Regions from separate parts of the Mus musculus genome. Here all the other regions are linked to region 3. The links are chromatin contacts, called in public Micro-C and promoter capture Hi-C maps. All regions are on one chromosome and are shown on one strand. The core of a region is the stretch at or near the end of the contact, and the rest is flanking DNA. Distances in the headings are between cores, read along the strand shown.

Evidence for each region. Promoter capture Hi-C pulls out the DNA fragments that hold promoters and counts their contacts. A called contact is a pair of places that touch in the nucleus more often than the background predicts.
Region 1: a promoter capture Hi-C map of embryonic stem cells shows a contact between it and region 3, with 14 read pairs. A contact is called at or near these places in 3 of 39 promoter capture datasets (embryonic stem cells and liver), 7 of 484 Hi-C or Micro-C datasets (all in embryonic stem cells) and 3 of 130 datasets of targeted methods (all in embryonic stem cells).
Region 2: a contact with region 3 is called in a Micro-C map of embryonic stem cells, with 4 times the contacts expected there. A contact is called at or near these places in 1 of 39 promoter capture datasets (embryonic stem cells) and 2 of 484 Hi-C or Micro-C datasets (both in embryonic stem cells).

What each region holds. Positions count from the first base shown.
Region 1 is chr19:27,215,054-27,218,860 of GRCm38.p6, forward strand. Vldlr (very low density lipoprotein receptor) reads left to right here and starts at 1,967. Exons shown (of 18, transcript NM_001161420.1): 1 at 1,967-2,643. The coding sequence starts at 2,562. The region is part of intron 3 of Gm35438 (a long non-coding RNA gene); the gene reads right to left.
Region 2 is chr19:24,553,023-24,557,379 of GRCm38.p6, forward strand. Pip5k1b (phosphatidylinositol-4-phosphate 5-kinase, type 1 beta) reads right to left here and starts at 2,850. Exons shown (of 15, transcript NM_008846.3): 1 at 2,743-2,850. It overlaps Gm50341 (predicted gene, 50341), which reads left to right and starts at 3,310. Exons shown (of 2, transcript NR_169181.1): 1 at 3,310-3,362; 2 at 3,986-4,357.
Region 3 is chr19:25,608,008-25,612,301 of GRCm38.p6, forward strand. Dmrt3 (doublesex and mab-3 related transcription factor 3) reads left to right here and starts at 2,530. Exons shown (of 2, transcript NM_177360.3): 1 at 2,530-3,260. The coding sequence starts at 2,792.

The sequences.
Region 1 (3,807 bases), core at 717-3,216, 1.6 Mb after region 3:
GGACACACTAGTTCACTCGGTGGATTGTGGAAGTAAATAGCACTACTCACATAGTTACCTGAAGGCCTCTGTTCGTTTGCCCACGTTATCTACTCGAGATTAATTTATTCTCTTAGTTATCAGTTACTCTCTATGTTAATTATATGCATTCGTCCTTTGGAACTTCTTTCAGCCTCTAATAGGTTGGTCTGAAAGAGACCTGCTTCTTGAGGCCACAGATGATTTTGAGTATCATGTGGGTTGTTTCTGATTTCAGTTTACAGGTCAGATGGCAGGCACAGAAAAGGGAGTGGTTTGTTTTTATCCTTTGAAGTTACACAGAGGCAGAGGCAGTCGAATGATAGACCAAAAAAGCCACCAGGTTGAGTGTAGAGCCATAACTTGGCTTACCAACAGTTTATTTATGCTAGAAAGCATAATACATGTTTGTCAAAGTTAAGTCTTATGTGCCGTATCAATGTTTCCCTTGTCGTGTACCTTTCTCTCTCAAGTAAAACATTGAAAACAAGCTTGTGACGTCTCAGTTAACTATGGAGCCTGTTCATATTGACTATTTATTGACTTCACCTATGTCCCCCACCCATTTCATCAGGTGTAAAGTGACTATGAGCTTTTCAAGCCCCAGGGATACGAAAGTTAGACCATCCCCCTCAAACTTGGTCTGTGGACTGGTACTGGCTGTGATCACGTGTTCACCATGCAGTTTCCGCCCATCTCCTACCCTCTGATTATACACAACAGCATCCACAGTGAGCAGCTTTGAAAGACCCCATCTGCATGTGAGATTATCCATCACAATGAGGCTAAATTACACCGATCAAAATGTACCCTGGCTGAGAATTACCCCCAGGGTCTCCTGGGTACATGAGAACATCTCTCCTAGTAGACTGTCCCCAGAGAACTGCTCAAGAGAACCAAGGTGACATTACAATGCCAGAAGGAAGCTAGGACATGGAATCTGAAATCTGTCAACTTTGATTCATTCGAGGTACAGCAACTTATAAAACAGAAGCACATACACACATATTAACAGGTGAAATAATTTGGAAAAATCTGTGGTATACCACAGAAAGCATCTCAACCAAGGCGATGTGTTCAAGAAAACTGAAGTACACTAAGAACAAACCATAAACTTAGGTCCTGTCTGGCACCCACCTCCCTCCAATCTATCCTCTCTGGGAGGGTTGACTTCTTTCCCTCCACAATGCTTATAATTGAACGTTACAAACTATACCAAGAATAAATCTACCGGGGTCCCCTTCCTCCAACCAGAAAAAGGTTAAGCTTTTAATTACAGGCCCTCAAACTATCATTTTGTGCAATTAGCAATTAACTCTAATCGTTGATGAGAGAATGCAGAGCTGCGCTGGCAATTTCCCTCCTCCCCATCCCAGACTCGGTTATTTTAGTCTTGTTCTATTACAGAGGACAAGCCACAACCGCGGGAGCGCTCTTGTTCTTTCTCTCTTTCTCTTTCACACACTCTTACTTAAAGCCACATTTAATTTTTAACAAAATGGCATCTCAGCTTGCCATTGAGATGGGACTCCGAACCCCACAGCAGAACAGCGGAGCTTTCGCACCCCTCCTCTTCATCACTTTCAGGTTGGAAAGAAGAGTCCCCCGGAAGATGCTACCTACCGACCTCACTACATCAGCCCTTCCTAGGGGCTCAGGAGAGGGAGGAAAAGGGTTCCTTGCTGCCCCCCAGACCCCTCAACTGCCAGCCCCATCAAGCCTGGAGGCGGTGGCAAGAGCAGCAATAGTTGCATCAGCGCTCCTAGCCAAGGCGCCAGGAGGGTACAGTAGCAACTGTAGGGAGCTAGGGAGCGCACAGCTGCTGCGGCCGCAGGTTCCCTGGATCAGGAAATTAGGACAGGCACCCGGGATTGGAGGTGAGGACGGTGCGCGAGCCAACCAGCGGCCGCCCCGGGTCCCCCGTGAGCCCCGGGCCAACGCGCGGAGCAGTCGAGCCCCTGGAGCCATCCGGATGGCGGCGGCGACAGCCCCAGCCCCAGCCACTCACGCACGCACGCTGCCACTTGCCCCCGCACCCTCCTCACTGCGCGCGGGAGAGCGGTGCGTGCCTGAGCTGCTGGGCTGAGCTCCCCCGCTGGGGTCCCCGCGCCGCTCGGCCGCGCTCCTGCGGCCGCCCGGGTGGTTGCCCCCAAACCGCTCACTTGAGCTGTCCTCGGTGGCGAACGGGCTCCCCGCCCCCTCCTCCCGCGCCGTTCCCTCCCCTCTCCCTCCCCTTCTCTGCAACGCCTGCATTATTTTCCGCCCGCAGGGTCCGCGCGCACACCGCGGCCGCGGCGGGGGAGGTGACCGGGTGGGTGGTTGGGTGGGTGGCTGGCGGGGAGTAGAGTGTGCAAGTTGCAGGGAAAGGGTGCCCGCTCCTTGCGTGCTCTCCGTGCTCCCGGCTCTTCACTCCTTCCCCCTCCTCCTCGTCTCCTCCCTCCCCGCCCCCACCTCCTTCTTCCTCTCCGAAGGGCTGGTAACTTGTTGTGCGGAGCGAACGGCGACAACGACGGCGCGACGGAGGCACCATCCGGGCGGGCAGCATGGGCACGTCCGCGCGCTGGGCGCTGTGGCTGCTGCTCGCGCTGTGCTGGGCGCCCCGGGACAGCGGCGCCACTGCAAGCGGTGAGTGGGGACGCGCCCCTCCGCACTCGGCCCGAAACAAGCCGAGGCGTCCGCGATCGCCGCGTTCTGGGGGACCCCGGGGCTCCTCTTGCCCATCCCCTCCTAGCAGGCGCCTCTCCACGCTCCTCTCCTGCCTCCCCTCCCCACCCGGGTGGCGCCTCTGAGCTGTCAGAGCCGAGGTTACTGGGAGCCAGGCCCGGGGGACGGTGGGGTTTAGGGTGTCCTAAAGCGTCCCTTGAACTTGTTGTCATTCTTCTGTGTCCCCCTTCTTCCCAGAACCTCTGTTTTACATGGTTTTCACCCCCCATTGACAAGGGCTAGGGGATGTGGGCTTTGGAGCCACTGAACAATGGTTCTGCCTCCTCTGCCAGGCGGGCTGTTAGGACCGTGGCAGAGCACGGGGCCTGGAAGCCCGAGTGCGCCCCTCAGACTTAAGCAGGGTTGAGAGCGCACAGTGGGTGAAGGTGGGCGTCTCCGAGGACACCGGGCGCCAGGTGCCGGCCGAGCCGGGAGTCCTCGCGCTGCCGTGAGCAAGCGCACGTTCGGTGGGCGGCAGCCTGGAGGCCGAGCCATGACAAGTACGCAGCCTGCGCCCGGGACTGAGACTCCCCAGGCGCCGGGCCGTCTCTCGGGCTCCAAGAGTGGCTTTCAACTGGACTGTCCTCCGAGTGCTTTTCTTTCTCCCATCCCCGGGGATTCCGCAGCTACTGCGGCTTTTAAAAACCTCTGGGGTCTCTGAGATAACTGAACGGGGGAGGGGAGTGGGATCAAGACTTAATCAGGTTACTTTGCCGAGCCTCATTCTGGGCAACACTTTCCCCCAGAGAAACTGAGTCCCAGTGTAGTGACTGTAATTAGCCTTTATTCTGCACAATACGGCCCGAAGGTGTGGAGCTGGAGCGTGTGACTGGAGCTTGGGGAGGGCGGGGTGACTACTGTCGAGTCCCAGGGGGTCGGCACACTGGCTTTGGAGCCCTGTGTGTTTCCAGCACCCCATCTTGGGTCACACAACTTTCCAGAGCAGGTGATAAGATGCCTTCCTAACAAGGTCCGCGTCTGATCCTTGGCGGGCCACTGAAGAGGTCTTAGAGGTCTTAAGAGGTGACACCAAAGTGCTTGCTTGCCAACCAGCTCTAGGTAATTAGGGCAGAACGCTGTCCCAGC
Region 2 (4,357 bases), core at 1,600-4,099, 1.1 Mb before region 3:
CAGAGAAACCCTGTCTCGAAAAACCAAAAAAAAAAGGAGTGGTTGTCTTCTCTATCTCTCGACATGCTCTTTCATAAAATGGCACAAGCCGGTTTCTAGGGATGTATCCTTTAGGCAGCTATATGTTCCTGACGGGAGGTGGAAGGGCACAAGAAAGAGACAGCTGTTTCACAACTCAGGAGACAACATGGGTGATCCACAGTGGGCTCCAGTCCCCGCACTTCAGAAGGCGCAACTCACCTCTCACAGGGAAATCATCCCTGTGCTGGGAACTTACATGCAAGGTGCTGTGTCTTTTATAATAGCAGGCTGTCCTTATGAATGAGTCCATTCACCCCCATTAACTTAACAGCCACGAGGACAGGCTTATTTACTATATGCAAACACAAAGCTTCAAAAAAAAAGTGCATATGCAATACCAATTCATACCTGAGAGAACTTTAACCTGAATACTTCAAAGTCAAATAGAAGCACTAAGCAGCATAGGTGCTCGAAGCTGCTCAAGCACACTTGCAGTTTTCTTTCCCTCCGTCAAGTGGTACGATGTGAAACTGCCCAAGTCAGAAAAAACAAACTGAAGCTGGAATCAATGATTAGCTAGCTCCCTTGGCTGATACAGGGAAACTGGGTTTCTCCTACAGGAAATAATACCACATTATTAGACCCCGAAGGATGCTAAAGCTGGCCAAAAGAGACATAATTTCGTAGGCACTTTTTTGTTTCCCATGAGAAATGCTTAAGGCTCAGCGTATGGTCTGGCACAAAGGCTGTGTCAGAGCTACAGCCCAGTTCACCAACCAGCTCACTGAACAGAGTGACCTCATCTAATCAGAAGTGGGACAATGACAGAAAACACAAAGCAACAAACTGTCAGGCGATTAGATGAACTCTCCCTCTTGGACCATCCACTCAGGGTTCGAGAAGTGATGTAAAACTCTCATGATGGCCTGACCCCCGAGTTTCCCCACATCTGCAAAATGTGAGCATCAAATCACAAGGAGGTCGAACTGACCACTGTGAGGAGACGACAAATCTAGCCATTAAAGAAAAGAAGACTTCACTAGTACAGGGCTGGCTCTGAATGAGGGACAGCAAGGCTGGCTTTAACTGGAAGGACCGATTGTCACTGTGATAAACCCCAGAATCCGAGTCCCCCATGCCTCCTCTAAACCTATGATAAGCATCTTCACCACACCTCCCTCAGAAGTGGTTGAAATAAGATGAGCATACTGAAAAGCAATTAAAAATTGCAAGACACTGATGCAAATATTAGGTGGGTTTTTTTTCCCCCCCAGTCCCTCCAGTTTTCTTAGTTTGGATAAAAATGTAATATGGCTTTATCTGTAAGCACTGTTCAACTTTCCTGCCCAAGGATGGCTGCACTTCCCATGCATCCTGGGGGGGGGGGGTCCTCCACCTTTGTACACAGAACCCAGCATTTTCTTCAGCTTAGAGATCGCACAGGACACTTAAGGCTCAACCTTGAACTTGGTTGGGTAAGTTTTTGTTTTTGTTTTTCTGTTTTGCCTTTCAGTGGGCAGCCCTCTGACAGAAGCTTCCATGAACCCCCATCACACTGGAGTCTAAGGAAAACCAATCCTTGGACTTTGATCTACTCCAACGACTGCAAAAACACTACAGCCTCTACACAGAACAAGAGGGAAGTCTCCCGGAAGAGAGGTGAAAGGGGCCCTTTACAGCTAAGTTCAAGAGAACAGCCTCGGACTACTTCTTAGATCAGATTAATCAGGTCTCAGTCCTTATGGACCATTCATTTTACAGGGGGACCTCTACCAGGCTGAGAATGCCATCAAGGGGCAGAGCCAGGGCAGAGGCGGGGGTGGGGGGGGTGGGGGGGATGGCTACTTGAGAGTCAGCATGCGCTTCCTTTACATAGCATCATAGTAAATAGCAGATCCTGTTCAAAGTCCTGACTTCAGTAGACATGAAGAACAAATTCACTGACTACCCAAACAACTTCTCTGGAACAGGTTTCTACCCAAGCGTGCTGTGCACAGCAGACAGCCGGCTTGAGAGGGTGGGGGTAAGAAATGAGAACATGCTCATCTGCATAGATGAGAGATAAGCAGACGTTTGTTGTCTTCGGTTCTGACGACTCCTGGCACCAGAGTGGCAAGTCCAACTCCAGCGCTCTCCCCATCCCCCCCGCCACCCCCCACCCCCGCCCCAGATGTTGAATCGTCACATTGACAGGGCCATTGAAGACAGGGGACTGTAAAAGTCGGCGGCTGTTTTCAGGCTGGAACTGTAGTTCACCTGTTCCACCCGGCGCCAGAGCCAGAAATCAAGCAGAACGCCACTCGTGGAAGCCCCTCTGTACATCCCGGGGGGCGCCTAACAAGTTCGCTGCTGTTTAGAAGCAGGGGAGAATGACGGAGACACCTCTCCTGCTGCAACAAAACTCAGCAGGTTCCCCAGAAACGAGGGAGGGGTCTCTGACTTAAGTGAGCCCGAGGGATCACTGGGTGTCACTGCGGCCCTAGGGATCAGGGTAGCGAGGCGGTCGGTGCCCACGGGGACTGCGCAGCTGTGGCCCCCGAGGAGCGAAGGTCCTGGTTTGACGACCACGGGCGCCCCCTCCATGTCACCCCCAGCACAACTTGGACAGGCAAAGTGGAAAGGTGGAGAGCAGGTCAGGTCCCAGCAGAGACACACAGAGCCTCAGGCGCGGCGGCAAGGGAGGGTGTAGGCAGGGTTGCCGGGGACGCGCAGGAAACTTACCTCCTTCGGCCGGCGTGCTGGAGCCTTGGCGGCCGAGACCAGTTGCGCCACCGCGGGCAAGTTGTCGGGATGTCGTGGGTTCTCCGGTGGCTGCAGCGGGCGGCGGGCGGCGGGCGGGGCGGAGCCGGAGCAGCGCCGGGGGGTGGGGTGGGGGGGCGGGCAGGTGCCGGGCCCTGCCGCGGGGCCACACTGGGCTCGGACGCGCGGCGACGGGGACGCGCGGCTGCGAGTGTGCAATGCGCGCGCGCCGCGGCCGGTGTGCGTGTCCCCGCGTTCCCCTTCCTTCCCGCCGCTCCTCTGGTCGGCAGAACGGCAAGCGGACCACTAGGACCAGACAGCGCCGGGTGGCGCGGCGAGGCGAGATCGGGGGATGGAGGCCGAGGAGTGGCGGTGCCCCGCAGCCACGGGCCCCCGCACGGCGCGCCGGAGTCCGAGCGGGGCGGGCAGCGAGCAGGCTGCACGGCGGCCGCGACTCCGGGAGGCTGCAGGCCCCGCCCGCCGGCCGCCCAGGCTCTTCCCCTTTTCTCTCCACCCTCTGCTCTGTCCCGCACGCCCTGCAAGGAAGCCAGACCGGTTTGCAGCAGCAGAGCAGCCCGCAGTCGGACCTAACGCTCTAGTCGGTGCGTGGGAGATTGTGCGCCCGGGCCACTGTGCAGCCAGGACTCAGAGCAGGGGTGAAGCGGCTCCCTGAGATTAGCGGGATCCTCCAAAGCTCCAGAGCTTCTGGGAGCTTCTCAGAGTCTCGAAGCCTCACTGCTGTGGACTGTGTTGGGGTAGGGCGTGCCGCTGCCAGTGTCCCTGGCCACCAGTCGGGCAATGCCAGACTTGACTCCTCTTCCTTGAGGAGCCAGCACTTAAGCAAGCAGAGCCCTCCCCTATACCCCCTTTATCAGGAAGGGACGCGCAAAGGTTCTGAGACCACACTTGTCTCCCTTCTAAGGATAGCAGGTGCTCTCAAGAAGGACGATCTATCCAACAGGTTAGGGATGGGCTAGTGAGGGGTCCCGCGCCATTGAGCTACAATGGGGGCGCGCCTGCTGGAGCCACTTGGAATCTCACTAGGTTAGTTTAGCTTCGAAGAGGGTAGGGGCTAGATCTAAGGATCCGTTTGGAGTTGTGCTGTTCTGAACGCTAAAATTAAATTTATCTAACAGGCACAGGAAGAGAGCGACTCCCTCCCAGTTGGGTCGAAGCAAGTGGTACAGTTCAGCTTTATCACTTCCTTCCACTTTCCCCTCCTCAGACAAAACAAAACACTTGTGGGAAAGAAAACTTGCGTTCTGTCAGAGGAAGACCAGCATTTGATGACCCTTGCTTGAGGACACTCCCTTGAGGCTCTACAAAGAGCACCTGCAGGCAGTTTTGAAATCTTTTAACAACCCCACCCCCAACCCCAACTCGAGTGAATTTGTGGTGGTTTAGTATCACCCTGGAATGAAGCATAAAAATTCCTTTATAACAAAAAATGCATTGTTCTTAAAGTTTTATTCACGTAAAGCTGACAAATCAAATAGATGTGTATTGTTAGGGACGGTATCTCCAGTGTTCTTCCAGGTGTGTGTGGCCGCTACTAGCGATTTAAGGCATCACTAACTTAGGACTTGGGTCCAAGCAT
Region 3 (4,294 bases), core at 1,280-3,779:
TCCTCTGCTATTTTCCAATTAAAAGCTTAATAGCCCTGGAAACGGAGTTCATGTGGTGAAGTTTACCATAGCCCCTTGTTCTGAAAGGCTTTCTGCTGGGATCCCATTATGTGCTTGAATAAACCCTTTCTGCAAACAGAAATGGGACTCGGGGTTGTCAGGTGTTGGGTTACAATAGACTTTGAGGCAGGGGACATTTTACCAACATAAATACAAACCTGTCCCTATAGGGAGATGTTGTCAAATACTGGGATATGGAAAACATTCCCATCAAATATGAGAAAAGGATTACCGCGCTATATCAAATGAGTATTTAGATCTCGGCCCTCGATGTGCACTGGAGTGAAACGGGGCCCAGTACCAAATAATACCAGAGTGTGTGAGTGGCACTGGGATAGGGTGGCTAGGTGACCCAGGAAGGAAAGGGGATTGCTTTGAGAATGAAAATGTCCCCTAAAAACCTGGTGCAGAACTCTGCTGCTCTCTTTCCCCAGAGAAACTAGTTACTCTTATTTTCCTGATCTGTTTCCCTGACCATTTAAAGAGAAATTCAGCTTCGATAAAAGTCCGTGGTCCTCGTCTTTCTTAGACGCACAGATTTCAGATTGAAACAGTACAAGTTCCCAGATTCGTGCCATTCGCAGAGCATAAAAAGTGATTTCTGTACCTTTCCCCCCTGTTTCGGGGCCCAAAGATCAACGCGTGACCCTTGTGCCCCGTCTCCACAATTTACAAAAGTCCTACTAGTTGTAGAGTTAGAAACTTGTTTTTCTGACCAAGGGTGGAAAGAGGCCAGGTTAGAAGGGTGGGGGGAAAAGGGCAAAAGCCAGGGGTACTGGTTCCGTGCAGTTTTGGGGAAATTATCTTGGAGATAGCATTCGTGTGCAAGGGGTTCCTTTCCAGTCCCAGCAGGTCAGCCCGGAACAACTATCAACTCCTCCACGCACCTGAAACCCGAGTAGCTAAGGGCATCGAGGGGGAAAAAAGGTACAAAGCTACATTTATATTCCGCGTTCAAAGCTCTCTCCCGGTTCCAAATCACTCTTCTGGGCAGAGAGCTTGCTGCTTGAACCTCGGACGACACAGTCCTAGAATTCACAGCAAACTCAAGATTGCCAGCGATGCTCTCTTCCTTGGCTGGCGGTAGGGCTGGGCACTGGAAAGCGACCTCCAGAAAGAGACTATGGTCTCTGTGCAGTTCAGGAGTCAGGTACCGCAGCAGACCCGTTTACGTTAACTTTCACCCACACAGTAAGAAGCGGAGCGCACGTTCCCAGGGGCCGCTAAAAGACCGTCCGGGACTTCCGTTGGCTCCTTCCCACTGAGTTGTTAAAGCGGTCCTGAGCCTACTTTATGCCTTGATTTTTGTTCGGTTGTTTTCTTGGTTGAGTGAAAAAAGGCAGCCTTCTCTACACGTACGTAGTAATACTCGACATTGGACAAACCAATACTGAAAACAAGCAAAGAGTATAAACGAAATTTATGCTGTAAAAAAAAAAGGCTTATGCAGTCTAAGGTTATACAGGAGACTCTTCATCGTCACGCAAAGATTGTTACGAGTAGGGTCTATTCCTTATTCTTAAGTAAAACACAGCGTCTGTGGGGATTTGAACTGGGCAATTCCGGACCTTGGCTGATTCAGTGGCCTTTGCGTGAACAAAATACCAGGTAACTTTGGGGCCACTAATGTGTCTTCTCCCTACACCCTCGGAAAGTTTAAACAGTGCTTAAGAAAAACATCCAAGAGAGCACTTGGCAGTCCAAGGCAGAGAGGTCATTCAAGGCAGAGATTGTTTATTTTAAAGACAAGAGGAGGTTAAGTAGAAAATTGAAGTTACCCTATAAAACGAGTTGTCTTCCTGAAGCCTGACAGATTAAAAAAAAAAATACTCATTTTTCTTCTGTAGCAATGAAAAAGAAACTAGATTGCAAAACCAAGCGAAGAATTCCCGAATCACTACTACCCCTCTTTTGATTCCTCTTGCCAGGTGGAGACTTTCCGGTTCTTGAAACCCGGTTCTCCCGGGGCCGACCTGCGGAGTACCCTCAATTCCCTCGCAAGCTCCGAATGGCTGAGGCCAAGGGTGGGAAGGAAAGCGGTCTAGGGCTCAGTGCTTCGAGGCCAGTGCTGGAGCGACGTGAGAGGGTAGGGGAGAGGCCTGCCGGCTGGCTTACAAACACCCACCCCCCTCCCCATCGTCCCCCGCCCCACACCCGGTCCGCCCAGCGCTCCCGCGGTACCGCAGCGGCGCAGTCCCTCCCGGCTCAGGAAGGGGTAACAGAGCGCTTGGCAGAGGGGGCTGTGAGCGCCCCCGCCTGAGAGGCCAGGCTGCAGGTGGCGGGGAAGGTGAGGTGCAGGAACCCGAGGGGTGCCTGCCAGGGAGGAGGAAAGCGCGTGGGGAGCGCAAGGAGGCTGGGACCCCGATTGGGGGGGGGGTGGCGGCGGGAGGGAGGAGGGACTGGGGGGGGAGGGTGGCGGAGGAGGTGCTGGGTCCAGTCTGCGAGGAAGGGACCAGGGAAGGAAGTGGCTCAGACCGTAATCAGAGCTCTCCCCGGCTCCTTGCAGCTGCTGGAGAGCCTCAGCGTGGGAGGACCTGCGGGTGGAGCCTGCGCCCCGAGAGCGGCGGGCAGAGAGGCGGCACGCGTGGGTACCGGCGGGCTGCGAGCGCCATCGGAGCCGGGGAGACTGCTGCCGTAGCTCCGGCCGCCGCGGACCTTCCGGGGCCTCCCGAGAGCGGGCCTCCGAGCTCTGTGCTCCAGCTCCCGCCGCCGGCCGGGGGGAGCCCTGGGCATGAACGGCTACGGCTCCCCCTACCTGTACATGGGCGGCCCGGTGTCGCAGCCGCCGCGGGCGCCCTTGCAGCGCACGCCCAAGTGCGCGCGCTGCCGGAACCACGGGGTGCTGTCCTGGCTCAAGGGCCACAAGCGCTACTGTCGCTTCAAGGACTGCACCTGCGAGAAGTGCATCCTGATCATCGAGCGGCAGCGGGTGATGGCGGCGCAGGTGGCGCTGCGCAGGCAGCAGGCCAACGAGAGCCTGGAGAGCCTCATCCCGGACTCGCTGCGGGCTCTGCCAGGGCCCCCGCCGCCGGGGGACGCTGCGGCCACCGCCGCTACCGCCTCGCAGTCGTCGCCAGCCTCCCAAGCGTCCCAGCCGCCCGCGCCGCCTCGTCCCACCGCGGAGTTGGCCGCGGCCGCCGCGCTGCGCTGGGTCGCGGAGCCCCAGCCCGGGACGCTGCCAGCGCAGCTTGCTAAACCAGGTGAGAGCGTCTGCGGCGCTGGGGTCGCGCTCCGAATGAGGGAGCTTCGAGGGCTCTTCGGGATCGTGGGGGAAGGCCGAAGACAAGTTTGTGGGAAGTGGACCTGGTTGGACCTGCCCCACCCCCACCAGGCACCGGTTCTTACTCTCCCGGAAAGGGGGTCTCGAGAGTCTGAAGCCGATGGAACCCAGGAGCCCGCCAGAGGGGCCAACCAGATCGCCTGGCTGTGTCCCTATCGTCAGAGGCTTTCCCCGGGTTGAAAGGGAACATAGCAGGTCAATTTTAAAAATAAAATGATGTCTTGGGGAAGACCGACTTTAAACACACCACAATGAGGAGGGTTATCCGGGCTGCGGGTTTTAGACGGGTGGGGGCTCTCACTTGGAGCGAGGGGGTAAGTAGGTGCTGGCTAGCAGTCAGGGCCCAGTGCTTTGCTGTTTCTAGGTGATTCTTGGCTTGGTCCGGAACAGGCGTTTTGTCTCTTACTTAAAGGAACTAGGAGTCGTTTTGTTTTTTTTAGCCAGGCTAAGAGGCCTCAAGACTTAGAATTTGAAAAAAAAAAAAAAAAAAAAGGCGCCTTTTAAGAACTCTAAGGAAAAGGCTCCAAAGTGAAGCTACTTAACTCTCTTTTGCTGAACTACTTCTTTGGTCCTTTATTGCCATTTCCCGGGCTGCTGTGGTGTGAAGAAATTAAAACCAAAACTTGGCCTACAGTGGAGAAAACCTAGCAAGTGCCTTTCCAGGATTTTGCGGGGTTGGCCTGGCCTGAAATAATGAGGGGCTTTCTGGCCATCTAGCTTCCCGCTGTTCAGATATGCTCTGATTTTGGGGATGGGTTAACAGGGTTCTGAGCCCTGACAGTGGGCAGACCCCGGTTTCTACTTAGTTCTCTCTTTCTGGCTCTTTCCTGAGTCCCTGAGTCCGGCTGCCCCTATTTTAAGCCTCTTCCTCTCTTTCCTCCGAGGAACCTCTAGCTTTACTCCTGGCCGCTCGCAGCCTCCTGGCAACCGGAATTCAATGGAGTTTGGTGTTTC